2 separate regions of the Zea mays genome follow, and region 1 is linked to region 2. Evidence: chromatin contacts called from public Hi-C data. All regions are on one chromosome and are shown on one strand. The core of a region is the stretch at or near the end of the contact, and the rest is flanking DNA. Distances in the headings are between cores, read along the strand shown. Region 1 has its middle 47 kb from the start of LOC103645223. Region 2 holds the start of LOC100191512 (acyltransferase).

Region 1 (7,071 bases), core at 3,150-5,649, 240 kb after region 2:
AGTAACGACTAGTATTTTCATTTAAAACTTGTCAGAGTTGACAGAAAAAGGCATGTCTAGACAGTCCATCGTCCTCGGTCGGACGGTCCACAAACTAGCAACATGTAGCACCCGAGCCCTGACCACAAGACTTTAACATAGGTGGACTATCCGTCTACCAAGGTCAGACGGTCTGTGACCTGGGAGTCAGTATTATCTGAGCTCAACCCTCGGACAGTCTGAAAGGGAATTATGCCCTTGGGCCATTTCTAGTTGTTTGGTGATTAAATGCTCGACACATTACTATAAACTAACAACTCCTCCTATGAAGCATGAGCACAAGTAATTGTAAAGCAAACTGAGAAATATATGAAAAGTGCATTTTGGGCGTGATTTGGAGCATATTGTAAATCTTATTGAATTGAAGGAACAAAGGTATGATTCTAGCACTTAGTCAATTTTTTAGTTGCTAACAAATTTCATCTAGATGCTAAGAAATGTCTCAAGTCGAGCAAACTTGAAGAAAAGATGTTTGGCTAAGTTTGGCCAAACTTGGGCAAGTCTAGGCCTCACCGGACTGTCCGGTGCGCACCAGACAGTGTCTGGTGGCCAGACTGGTCAACCGGCCAAACTAGTCGCTTTCGAGATTGGCAAGGACTTCATCGGCTATATGTCCGATGTGTTAGCCGCGTGTCTGCGACAATGGTCGGCCACTCAATCAGCGTCGGACACGTCAGCTCAGCTAATGGTCGTCGCGCTGCACCGAACTATCCAGTGCGCCACCGGACAATCCGGTGGTGACCGACAGCGTTCAAGGTCGACAAGGGTCAACTTCGCCAGGAAAGGAAACAAAATGACGACTATATGGTGTTCGGTGTGCACCGGACAATCCGGTGCACCCACAAACAGATGGAAACAAGGCCTTCCAAATGGAGCTACAACGGCTCCTAGGTCCCTTGGGGCTATAAAAGGACCACGTACGTGCATGGTGCTGTTACCCAAGCACCCCTTGAGCACACTACAACTCCGAACTTCTGCGACCATGCTATTGATTTGTTAGAGAGAGATTTGAGCGCGTTCTTGAGCTATGGCTCTGTCGTTTTGATTCGTGCGCTCTCTCTCTTTTACTTGTGTGCATGTTGTTGCTACACTGTGCTATTATGTGTGTTTTCTACTCCCCTCCTTACTCTGGATTTGATTGTAATCATTTGTGTAAGGCGTGAGAGACTCCAAATTGTGGAGATTCCTCACAACAAGATATTGATATAAGGAAGACATCTGCAACACTCAAGTTTGATCTCTGGATCACATGTGAGGGGTTGAGTGCAACCCTTGACCAAAGGAGGTCACACAATGTGGAGTAGGCATTGGCCAAACCACAGTAAAAATTTTTGTGTCCCTTGTCTATTTTACTTTTTGCAATTACTATCTTCTTGAGTTCTCTACTCACTTGCATTATTGCCCCTAAGTTTAATACTCATCTTAAAGGAGCAATCGAGTGAAGAGTTCCCCCTTCTTCTCTATTCTCATCCTAACTTGGTTTTAGCTTTTACTAACACATATTATATACCAAGTTTGTGTTGTTTAGAGTTAATTTCGTAGGATCACCTATTCACCCCCCCCTCTAGGTGCTCTCACAGTCCGTGGTACAAATCTCCAAAACCACACAGACCTTGTCCAATTCCATTTTGGCACTTGTGGATGGTCCCTTGACCCCAGTTGGATGGTCCGCACAACTACTCAAGGACTTGTGCTATTCGGATACTTCTTTGGTCAGGAATGTGTAGGGTCCGGCCACATGGCCTAGACAGTTAGTACAAACTGTTTGGACCAACTCTTCGGACCTCTCTGAGTAGATCATGGATGGTTCGTGACACAAACTATTAGCCCACTTTCCAAACATGCTTTTTCTCTTAAAACAGTTATCTAGCCTACTAATCCAGTCATTTTTCTTCTCTAAACACCTTGTGGCCTGCAAAAGTAAAATCCTAAGTTATACCTTGCCTTCATCGATTCCACGACCAACGCTTTTAGGTCTCCAAGACTTTCAATAAAGCTCTTCTCCCAGTGGTCAAACCTACATTCTTATTTCTCCAAGAATTCGTTAGTCCACAAATGGTTGTCATTAATTACTAAAACATCACTTAGGGGCCTAGATGCTTCACAGCACTGTTGTGGGTCTTCTCCTGCCTCCACAGGTTTGTCGTCAAAGACAAAGTTGTCCTCCACACCACCATTGATGATGAGGATATTGGGGAAGTGGAGTGATTCTGGCATCACATGCTAGGTGATCGTGGCCATAGGCTTAGTGACCGCGGCAGATGTTAGCCTAGTCTTAAGTGACTCCAGAGTCTTGGAGCGATATGTCTCGCATGAGCACGAGTTCATGCGAGACACTGTGTCTTAGATGTCGATGGAGCTCCACCATCTAGCCGTGCATCCTTCTTTGGGTGGTGGTGGTGGTGAGCCCCAATTAGAGCCCGGCCAGAGGGTCTCCTTCCTTCTTGTTGACTTCTGGACGATGTGGCTGGAGATGTGCATGTTGGAGGTCCTAGCGGTCCTTTAGTGGAGGGTGATTTTCTGATTGGTGCTCCCTTCTCCTCCGACTGATCTGAGTCTAGATCCGAGTCGGGGAAGTAGAGAGTGGAGTGTGCCACATCGAAGATGTCATGGTTCTCGTCTAGGGCGGAGGTGTTGACATAGATCTATGATCGGGTGATGAGGTGATGATCCGGTGTAGTTTGATTATTGTCTTGGACGCTTGAAACCAGAGATGAGTCGATGCAGTTCATGGTGACGCAGCCTTTGGTTGTGGCGTAGTTGTAGTCGTCGCTGGAGCTATTGTGGACTTAAGTAAATGGCCCTATCGGATCGAGGCAACAACCATCTGTCCCTTGGACTTTTTCTCCGCATCAGCGATGCGGTGCAGAGTTCCACTTTGATCAGCAATAGAAGAGATCGATCCAAAATGAAACATCTCACCAACTATGAAGTTGACGGCGTCGGTGAATATGATGGCCATGGAGCTAACTGATGTTGATGTCGCCTCCCCTACCTCGTGCGCCAGCTGTCGATGTTTAGTACCGGTAACACACTATGGGGTATACCATGTAGTGCTTTTTGTGGTTTGGCGAGATCGACTACAACTTGATGGTTCATGCGCAGCATGATGGAACATGAGGGTTTATACAGGTTCGAGTCACCGTGTAATACCCTACGTCATGTGCTCTGTGAATATGATATTGATGTGAGTTTGAGGTTACAAGATAGAATACTGGTTTAGACTATGGGGGTGAGGAATCATTTAGTAGGCGTGCCTATCCCACCTTATATAGGTGACGAGATCATGCTTTACATGTTTACACTTATCGCTATCTACACATACGGAATTTTGTTCTGGTTCGCGGATGACGCTGCATGCATGGTGATCTTGTTCCGACTTACGTACGACATAGAATACTGCTTCGGCCTCGTCTGCAACGATCGCTGCAGTGCCTTGGTACTCAAGCAAGGCTTCTATAGTTCTCAGGTCTGAGTTAGTCGGCCAACCCGTGCGTTTAATTTTATGGCCCATTCAGGCCTTTAACGGTCCATGAACTTTAATCCACGCTGTGCGGACCAGTGATTTCTATCCCACAAAATTGTGGCCCAACGCGTCGGTTGGATCTGACCACGTGAGTTCCAATGTGACCAGTATCGTTCAGACCTGTCTGTCGGCAGCCCAATCGATCGGTCAACCGAGCCAACCCGTGTTGCGATTGTCTCGGTCGGTACCGACCGCCTGAGTCACCACGTCAGAGTTGGTACCAACCCGTATTGCACTGGCCTAATTACCAAGCGGGCCAACTACATTTGCAAAATAAAAATAAGGGAGTGTTTGGGACTACTTTACTTTTAAAAAACCTGTTCGGTTTCGAAAACATCAAGCCAAAGACCGAGACAAGTAGTAGTTTATTCATAAAGCGGCAAAAAGGGTGCTTCACAAACGTTATTCTCGTAGAGCAGCAACAAGTAGTAGTTTATTGTGTCCCATATTTGTAATGATACTATTTTATAATGTTCATAAGAATTGTGGATTATAGTATTAGTATGTCGTATAAACATTATTATTATTATTATTATTATTATTATTATATAGTGTACTGTTACTTTTTTTAATTAAGGTTTTATAAAAACATGTAAGCAAAACAGTTACATATATCATTTAAAGGTACAAGGGATACTTCTAAACAAAATTTTATTTTAGTAAAGCTGAAGTTGGTATGCAAGCCAAACACTTCTAAGAAATATGCAACTTTAAAGTTCATGAAGTAGAGTTTTTTTTTTTATTGAAGTCGAGTGGTGCCAAACACCTGAATAGTATAATTGCAAAGCATGCTGCTAGTAGGCCTATCCGTACGCAAACGAAGTTCTAGAGCTAAAGAGGGAAGAGGCAGCCGTCAGATGGGCTGGAACTTGCGATGGGCCTGACAGGAGCCCAGGCCTCATTATTTACTGGGTCCGCGAGCCAGCAGCAACTCCAGCAAAACAAGTTCTTTTTTCTAGTTGTTTTATTTCATAATATGCCAAGAGAAGAGAGTAGTAGGTGTTGCCGTGCCCGTGTTAATGGGGAGGAGAGACAGACGCACACGCCTATGGATCGCATCGCCAATCAACCAATCGATGAAGCGATCCGAGCCATCAGGTAAGTTGATCAAGGATCAACTGAAAGTTTCAGGTCACCTCAGGGATCTGCTAGGTGCTATTATTATACTACCTCCTATCCATTTTCAAATATTTGTCGTCTACTAATTTAACGTTAGACTAAGATGCGATAAATAAAAAAGAACGGGAAGTATTTATTTATTAGCTCTGATCTTTTGGCAAGGAAATCATCTGATGTGAAGCCACATGCATATATAGGATCCGATATACAGTATTATTAGTCTCTACTCCTATAAAGCATTAGGGTTCTACTGTTCCACTGTCATTATATGTCATCAAGTAACATGGGTTGTTACTTCCTAATTGGACAGGAAGGAAAACACCTAAGACTAACAACGTTATGAAATTGTATGTAAGACAACGCTTGTCGGGTACCATAATTAGGGGTACCCCAACGCTCCTAATCATGGCTGGTAAACACCCTCAGACCCACTGACGGGTGCGGTTCAAGCCAAGACTTCGTCTACCCGAGGGACGCGATCTCACCCGAGCCCAGCCTCGGGTTGGAACAGTAGTCCCAGACGAGTTCACGCCTCGCCCGAGGGCCTCCTCAGGCAGCGGGCGCCCCCTCGGCACACCCAAGGCCCGGCTCGGGCAGGCTTCGTTGTGAAGCAACCTTGGCCAGACCACCTCACCAACCGACCGCTTCGCATCCACATTAAATGCAGGGGATGCCTGACGCCGTATCCTGACACACGCGCCTCAGTCGGCCAGGCCGAAGTGACCGCAGTCACTTCGCCCCTCTTCTTTACTGTCTGATATGACAGGAAAACAGCGCCGCTCGCTCCGCTCCGACTGCCGTGTCAGCCACCCCGGCAACGACTGACAACAAGTCACGATCAACCACCGAGTTTAGCCTCGGGCGCAACAGGAAGCTCCGCCTCGCCCGACCTCATGCTTCGGCTTCGGGAGGAGGTCTCCGCCTCGCCCGACCTCAGGCTCCGGCCTCGGGAGGAGGTCTCCGCCTCGCCCGACCCCCGGACTCGGCCTCGACCCCGGTCTCAGGAGGAATCGCGTCCTCGCCCGACCCCGGCCTCGGCCTCAAGAGAAGTCTCCGCCTCGACCGACCCTAGGCTCGGACCGACCGCGCTAACAGGGGATACAACATTTCCCTATTCCTAGCCTGCTCAGGCTAGGAAGAACAAGATCGACGTCCCATCCGGCTTACCCCGGCGACGGGTAATGATGGTGCCCCGCGTGCGCCATGACGCCGGTGGCTCTCAGCCCCTTACGACAGCAAGGAGACGTCAGCAGGATCCTCGCCGCGCCGCCAGCTGTGCTCCTACAGGACTCAGGCGCTCCTCTGGCGGCCACGCCATCACATGTACAGGGCCCAAGCTCTCCCCCGACAGCCACGTTGGCATGTAGACAGGGCTTAGGCACTCCACTGCCGGACGCGTTAGCGCATAGCTACGCCCCCCGTTGTACGTCTGGACTCTCTCCTTGCCTCTATAAAAGGGAGATCCAGGGCCACCCTGAGGGGGGTTCGCGCGAGGGAAGCGACGGACGAGCTCTGTGTCCCTCTCTCTCTCACGCGACGCGCTTGTAACCCCTACTGCGAGCGGCACCCCTGGTGCAGGATAATACAAGGCTTGTCCCACCTCTTGTCTTTCATCCCGCGCCAACCCATCTGGGCAGGGACACGCAGCGATTTCACTGGTCGGTCCAAGGGACCCCCCCCCCCCCGGGTCCGAGACGCCGACAGTTGGCGCGCCAGGTAGCGGCCTGCTGTGTGTTAACGAACACCTTCCCATTGAGATCCAGATGGGGAGTCTTCAGCAACCTCTCCAGCCCGGGATGGTGCTCCGCTTCGGGAGTCTCGAGTTCATGTCCCTCGACGGCAGCTACGACATGGTACTCCTCCCCCCGCGGCGTGACGACAACGACGGTCTTCGACTCGCCCGGCGGCGGCGAGCTCTACGATAACATCTCCCCGCGGCAGAAGAGGAGCGCTCCGGTCGTCCCCGCCACCCTCCTCGACGGAGGAGGCGGAGACGAGGCAACCATGGCCACGCAGGAGGCGGCACCTTGTCGGCTGTCGCACCAGAGCGAGTCAACGATGCCGGCACTCCCCCAGGGGACATGTTGGACGTTGTCCTCGCACCTGATACGACGGCGGGTGTCACTTCCCCGCGACGTGTCAGCCCCAAGCGGACTGATGACGCCAGCACCCTCGCAAAGGACCTTCTGGGCGTTACCCTCGTACCTGAGATGACGGTGTGCTCCGCCCCCGACGCGACTTCACCACCGTCCAACGACCAAGAGGTACCGTCCATTTTCCATCCCATACCTTTTTGGTTCAGCTTCGATCCACCTAGCGACCCCGCTATGGTGAGCGCCTTCGTAAAGGCGTATCCAAACCTTCCGGGGTACCACATGTGGTCGACC
Region 2 (6,528 bases), core at 451-2,950:
GCTTATTTTCGGTTGATTTTTTCTGGCGGTCAGAAACCACCGAAAATAGCTTATTTTCGGCGGCAAAGATATTATTTTTGGCGGCTTCTGGCCATCGAAAATGACTGTGTCTTCTGTAGTGGATGGGGACCTCAATAATGTTAAAATCGATCGCGCCGACCTTGTTAGCATGGATCTTGATGTCGAGATTCTGTCATGTTAGCGCTCACGCCGGATAGGTCGTGATACCTTGTGTTATGTTCTGTAGTGTCGAGACGTGTAACCTCGCTTTTATCGTTTACAGTATCGATCGACTCCATGATCTAGTCGAAATTAGTTTCTTCAGAACTCCTAGAGCTTTTTTTTAAAGAAAAGGCTATAATGGAAAAATACGGGTGGTGGTCCCTTTCGGGAGGAAGAATTACCAGAGTACCAAACCAGCTGTGTCCTGTGAGCTGGTTTGGTATGTGAGGTGTGGCATGAAAAAAATACGGGCCGGCCGGGGCGGCCGGCTGATTCGAATCGAAGAAAAAAAGAGCGGCAGTGCAGAGCAGACTCGTGTGTCGATTAGGGATGAAAACGGGACGGGTACCCGGAACGGGTATCGGATACGGGTACCAAAACGGGACGTAATTTCGGATACGGATACAGGTATTTTGTTTGTCGGGACGGATACGGGTATTACCCGGATATTGAACCTCGGATACGGGTAGGATACGGAATCACTAATACCCGGTCAGTACCCGAAAATCCCGGGTCGGATACGGGTACCCGGAATTCGGGTACCCGTTTTTTCTTTTTCTGCATAATATAGTTATAAAATCATAACTTTTACATATGAAATCGGATGAAGATAAAGTTTATATGAAAATTGTAGAGCTTGAAGAGATCTATGACTTTGTAATACATCATGTTTTTGTTTAAACAATATTTTAATGATTTAATTGTATTTTGATGATTTTCTATGACAAGAAATTAATAATACATAAATAGCCTCAAAAAATTGTGAAATTTTACGGAGATACAACGTATGTCCATATGTAACCATAAAAAATGTTTGGATCATAAGATCTATAAGATGCCCACATTTCTTTCCTTTCACTTATTTGTATGAGTTACATGTGAAATTAGTGTAAGTATCCAAGTTTCAATATAATCAGTACTTCACTTTATCATTTTCATACGAGGACTTGAGTTATCTTCATATAAAATGTTTATTAGTTTTTGTAACTTATTTGCAAATTTTTAGAACTAGAATATTTTATGAATTTTAAATATTGCGGTGTTGGTTCTACAATGTTCTTGTGATAAGCAACTTTGAACTGCATGATGTCAATTTTACCGGTTTCCTTTCTTACATCTGATGTATCATATACATGATTATGTATTGCTTAACTTATGGATGGTTGGACAATTAATATCATCGGATGAACTACCCGACAATTATCCGGTACCTACCCGAGTAGTATCCGTTATCCGTTTCTTACCCGTCCGGATTATTACCCGGTCCCGTCCTGTATCCGTCCCGAATCTTAACTACCCGTATTCGGTCCCGTATCCGAGAGAAATATATTAGGGTAGGATACGGGATGACCCTATATCCGGCTGTATCCGTCCCGTTTTCATCCTAGTGTCGATCGCGTCGCGTGGTAACCATGAAGGCCGCGCGGCAGGCCATAAATGTGCACCTCCTCCGATCCGGGTCCTCCCAACCGAACCATCTACCACCTCCATCGCTTTTCTCCACCTCCAAGGCTCCAATTCAATTCCATCGCGCTGTCGTCTTCGTTGCCCGGTCGCCATTTTTTCCTCCTGATTTCTTCTTTTTCTTCCCTCACTATATGGTCAGGCCTCTGCCTGTCCCTCTCGTGTCGTGCCGTTGTGCGGTGCTCGATCCTGCCCGTCGCCTCTCCGGCCACCGCTGAGAAGATCCACCATTAAATGCCTGATCCACCCACCTCCTCCTCCTGGCTTCCCTATATCACTCACCCATCCACCTCGCTTCGACCTCACCTCACAGACTCCTCACACTTAGTACTGTTAGCCAGGAACAAGCCCCAGCAGCAGCAGCAGCAATGGCCGTGGAGAACGGCAGCGCCGACGAGGCGGCGGCGGTGACCGTGACCGTGACCGGCGCCCGCACCGTGGCGCCGGCCAAGAACCGCTGCACGCTCGCCACCTTCGACCTCCCCTACATCACCTTCTACTACAACCAGAAGCTGCTCCTGTACCGCGCCGCCCCCGACTTCCCGGACGCCGTGGCGCGCATGACGGCCGCGCTCGCCGACGCGCTCCGCGTCTTCTACCCGCTCGCCGGCCGCATCCGCCAGGACGACGGCGGCGCGCTGGCAGTCGAGGGCGACGAGGGCGCCGAGGTCTTCGAGGCCGAGGCCCAGGGCGTCGCCGTCGACGACCTCGCCGGAGGGGACTGCAGCGACGAGGCGGAGAAGGTCTTGCAGCACCTCGTGCCCTACACCGGCGTCATGAACCTCGAGGGCCTCCGCCGCCCGCTTCTCGCCGTCCAAGTGAGTGCCGTTGTATTGTAGTATTTCCGAGATCTTTCGGTCGCGCTATGGATCACAGCATGCAAACAGGATAAACTTGACACGCCATTCCCATTAATTATCAGTTGCGTGACGCCTTGTTCAAAATCGAAACGTACAAATCCCTTACATTCTTCATGATGTCATGTTAACACAGCAAACAGGATAAACTTTAAAAACATAGTATTTTTTTTAAAAAAAACAAATTTACGATTTTAGACAATGCATACATCATCTTGCTCCGATCCACATTAATCTCCACAGTAAATGAGTCTTGAATGTCAACCTACCCACTGTATACTGGCAGATGGAAGTAATGCATTGCTGGTACCAAGTACCCCAACAGCGGCTGCCTGTACAGTGCACATAAACCATTGGCCAGGCAACATAAGTCATCTTGTTTTTACAGCGATGCGTTTGCATGCATGCAGTTCACAAAGCTCAAGGACGGTCTGGCGGTGGGGTGCGCCTTCAACCACGCGGTGCTGGACGGCACCTCCACGTGGCACTTCATGTCCTCCTGGGCCGAGCTCTGCCGCGGCGTACCCCTGTCGCTGCAGCCCATCCACGACCGGTCCCTGTCCCGCTCCGTGCGCGTGCGGCTGGAGCTGCCGGCGTCCGCCGAGGCCCACGAGAAGACGGACCCGAACGGGCCGAAGAAGGCGCTGGTGGCCCGCGTCTTCTCGTTCCCGGAGCCCACCGTGGCGCGCATCAAGGCCGCGGCCAACGCGGCGCTGCCGCCGGGCGCAAAGCCCTTCTCAACGTTCCAGTCCCTGGGGGCGCACATCTGGCGCGCCGTCTCCCGCGCCCGGGGCCTCGGCCCCGCCGACATCACCGCCTTCGCCGTCTTCGCCGACTGCCGCGCCCGCCTCGACCCGCCCCTCCCGCCGGCCTACTTCGGCAACCTCATCCAGGCGGTGTTCACGGGCGTGCCCGCGGGGATGCTCCTGGGCGGGCCCCCCGAGCTGCCCGCGGGCCTGCTGCAGAAGGCCATCGACGAGCACGACGCCGCCGCGGTCACCAGGAGGCTGGAGGAGTACGAGGCGGCGCCCAAGCTGTTCCACTACAGCGACGCCGGCCCCAACTGCGTGGCCGTCGGCAGCTCGCCGCGCTTCAGGGTCTACGACGTCGACTTCGGCTTCGGACGGCCCGAGCGCGTCCGCAGCGGCGGGAACAACAAGTTCGACGGCATGGTGTACCTGTACCCCGGCCGCGGCGGTGACGGCGGCATCGACGTCGAGCTGGCGCTGCAGCCGGAGCCCATGCAGAGGCTGGAGAAGGACGACGACTTCTTCCTGCGCCAGGCGGCAGCCTAAGCCCGAGTCGTCGATCGTCGTGTCAGTGTCCACTGTCCACCCATCCAGTTCGTTGATCGTGCTTTATTTTAGTAGTAAGTATTGTGTACGTTCCTGCTTGCTATATTATTATTATACTAGTGTTTTGCTTTGTTCCTTGATTAATTGTACGAGCTAGGCGTGCGTGTTGGATTACACTGTATTTGCTGGACTGGAGCTGAATAAGGATGGACCAGACTTCGATTAGTTTGTGCAAGCTCACGAGTGATCGAGCATGGTCCCTATATATGTCATCACTCGTTGTAGTAATGCAGTAATGTACTCATTATATTGTTATGCATGTACTTCCACTTGTACCATACCATGGAATCGAACCAATCAACCAATGCAAGAATTTAGAATCTACGTGCAACCATGGAGTATTTTCTGAGTGTATGCTTGCACCGCACATGCCTCGTGTTTGCTGTTTGTTATAACGTTTGACGGTGGGCCCTTAGGCTGGTTCCATGCACCATCTCTCCGCCCATGTCACGTCAGCTCTCAACTCTATTCTCGTCTCTGCTACTTTAGTATACAGAGACAAAGTACAACATGCTACAGTCTCAACCCGTAGCCAACTCATCTTTTTTATTTCACAATAGCTATTTCATGCTGATTTATTCGGACATCTAAAAATTACGCAACACATTTTTTTATTGAATTAAAAATTATGTATTACATGATACTTAGAATAAAATTACATAGTAATTAGAAAACAAAATTCCATGAGATGAAATAGTGTGTGAAATGAGCTTCAACTAAGTGAGAGTATTTATAAATGGACTGAAAATGAAATTTATGTTTTTTTGTTTGTTTTTTGAATTTTTTGGACTCCAAACAATCACCAACGGCTAGTACACGTGGCACTGACGTGGCTGGCATGGACCAATCAGAGGCCGCCAATTCACTCTCACCCGCCCGCACCCATTCCAACGGATCACCCCTCTATCGCCCGTATCTCACTTCTCTACCACCCCATCTGCTCTCCAATGCGGGCTAGAGCGAGGCGATAGGCACACTGTCGCCGGGCGACGCGGCCATCGCCCGCTCCCACCCTCTCGCTCGTCTCCTGCCCATCACCTGCTATGGGATGTCCACTCTCGCCTCTACTCTAGCCCCCATTGCCACCAGCCTTAGTGAGTGTACATGATGTACCTTTTTTAGGTTCGGCGGGGGGTTAGCAAATCACCGTGAGTTCATGATCTCCAAGGGGACTTGGTGTACTCTAGGTTAACGGTAGAGAACCCAATGTGAGAGTATATGATGCACGAGGGATAGTAGATTGAGAAAGATTTGGATCATTGGAGCATAATATTCTATGTTCTCTTGGTTGCAGGTTGTATTGCTTCAAAGTCGAAAAAGACTTTGTCCTGAGCTAGGATCAGATGTCCCCTCTTAAGGGGCCCCTCTCCCATTTATAATCTAAGGGAGAGGGGGTTACATGTTGTGTGGGACCAGCTTGGTAGCCAGACCCCTTCTACTGTTATTATTGAAGGTGTAACTGTCCATCCACTATCCAGTGTCAGCACTGCCTACACGTCATGGATGGTCAAAGCCACCCATACACCATAGATGGCGGAAGTCGTCTCCAGACGTGGCGGTCGTTGTCCATGCATGCGCCATAGTGGCGTACTATTGTGTAATGCCTAATTTTTGAATCGGCAAAATTTCTCAAAATTTAGTTTACTTTGATAAGATTTGAGTGGTTTAGAATCAAACATTATAGTTTTATATATTTTTATTTTATTACAAGTCAACTAAAATGAATCATAAGGTTGAATTGGGTATGTCGTTGCATAGTATTTTTAAGCGCAAAACATGTTTGAAACATATTAATATACCCCCATAGAAGTCTCTGATAATTTTTCATAGTTTTCTGAGCATTTTTCCTTTTTAGGAAAAGGAAAGTATATTTATTAAAGGCACTTAAATCGTTTTAGAAGCTTTAAAGATTTTATTTGAGTTCAATAGGTGCCAAAACATGTCTAAGAGTTTTCATAGAATTTTTGGAGCCTTTGGAACATTTTCATTTATTAAAAACAAATTTTAGCATTTTGTACAAATAATTAAATCCTTAGAAATAGTTTTAGCCAGATTTTGGATAATTTCAACTCTCCCTATACATATATGTTGATCTCGACGAGTACAATCCAAAACAACAAACCATTTCGTGAAATTCCATCTCTAGCTCTCCCAGTTCGCCACAGAACTTCAGGTTTTTCTCCAACTCCAACTTCGGCGACCAATTGCTCCCCATATGTTCATTCCTAGAGCCATCAGAGGGTACCATCGTGACTAACTCGTTGAGAGCTTCATCGCCACACTTCTGGATCATCGTTTGCACCTATGGTTCATCGTTAATCAACGAAAAACTGAGAACTCTAGCGAACAACTCCAACTCCGGTGATCTCATCTATTACCATTCTTCGATTTTCTTCATTGTGTGATGCATCTCCTTCTTCCCCAATGCCTCCATCTTGCAGTGCCACATCCAGATTTAAGGACAAATCTATATGCGTCTCATATGTGTGTCAGGATTAAGTTTCACGCGTATGATGACTTAGTGTATAGAAACTAGTATCACAAACTTTATTATATAAGCAAAATGCCTTTACAAAAAATAACTAAATAATATGAACCAAATGATGACAACGACGACGATCACGTTAACG

The links. A called contact is a pair of places that touch in the nucleus more often than the background predicts.
Region 1: a contact with region 2 is called in a Hi-C map of ear, with 2.9 times the contacts expected there. The contact joins the enhancer-like site here to the promoter of LOC100191512 in region 2. A contact is called at or near these places in 2 of 25 Hi-C or Micro-C datasets (ear and tassel).

Annotation. Positions count from the first base shown.
Region 1 is chr1:207,691,187-207,698,257 of Zm-B73-REFERENCE-NAM-5.0, forward strand. No RefSeq gene overlaps it. Among protein-coding and RNA genes, the nearest start is that of LOC103645223, 47 kb to the right of the region's middle. Within about 2 kb of position 4,400, at least 17 of the 20 cell types and tissues checked have an H3K27ac peak or open chromatin away from gene starts, as enhancers often do. A contact at or near this core is called in ear and tassel, where this site is marked.
Region 2 is chr1:207,453,727-207,460,254 of Zm-B73-REFERENCE-NAM-5.0, forward strand. It overlaps LOC100191512 (acyltransferase), which reads left to right and starts at 1,701. Exons shown (of 2, transcript NM_001136944.1): 1 at 1,701-2,504; 2 at 2,954-4,062. The coding sequence starts at 2,055. The coding sequence ends at 3,838.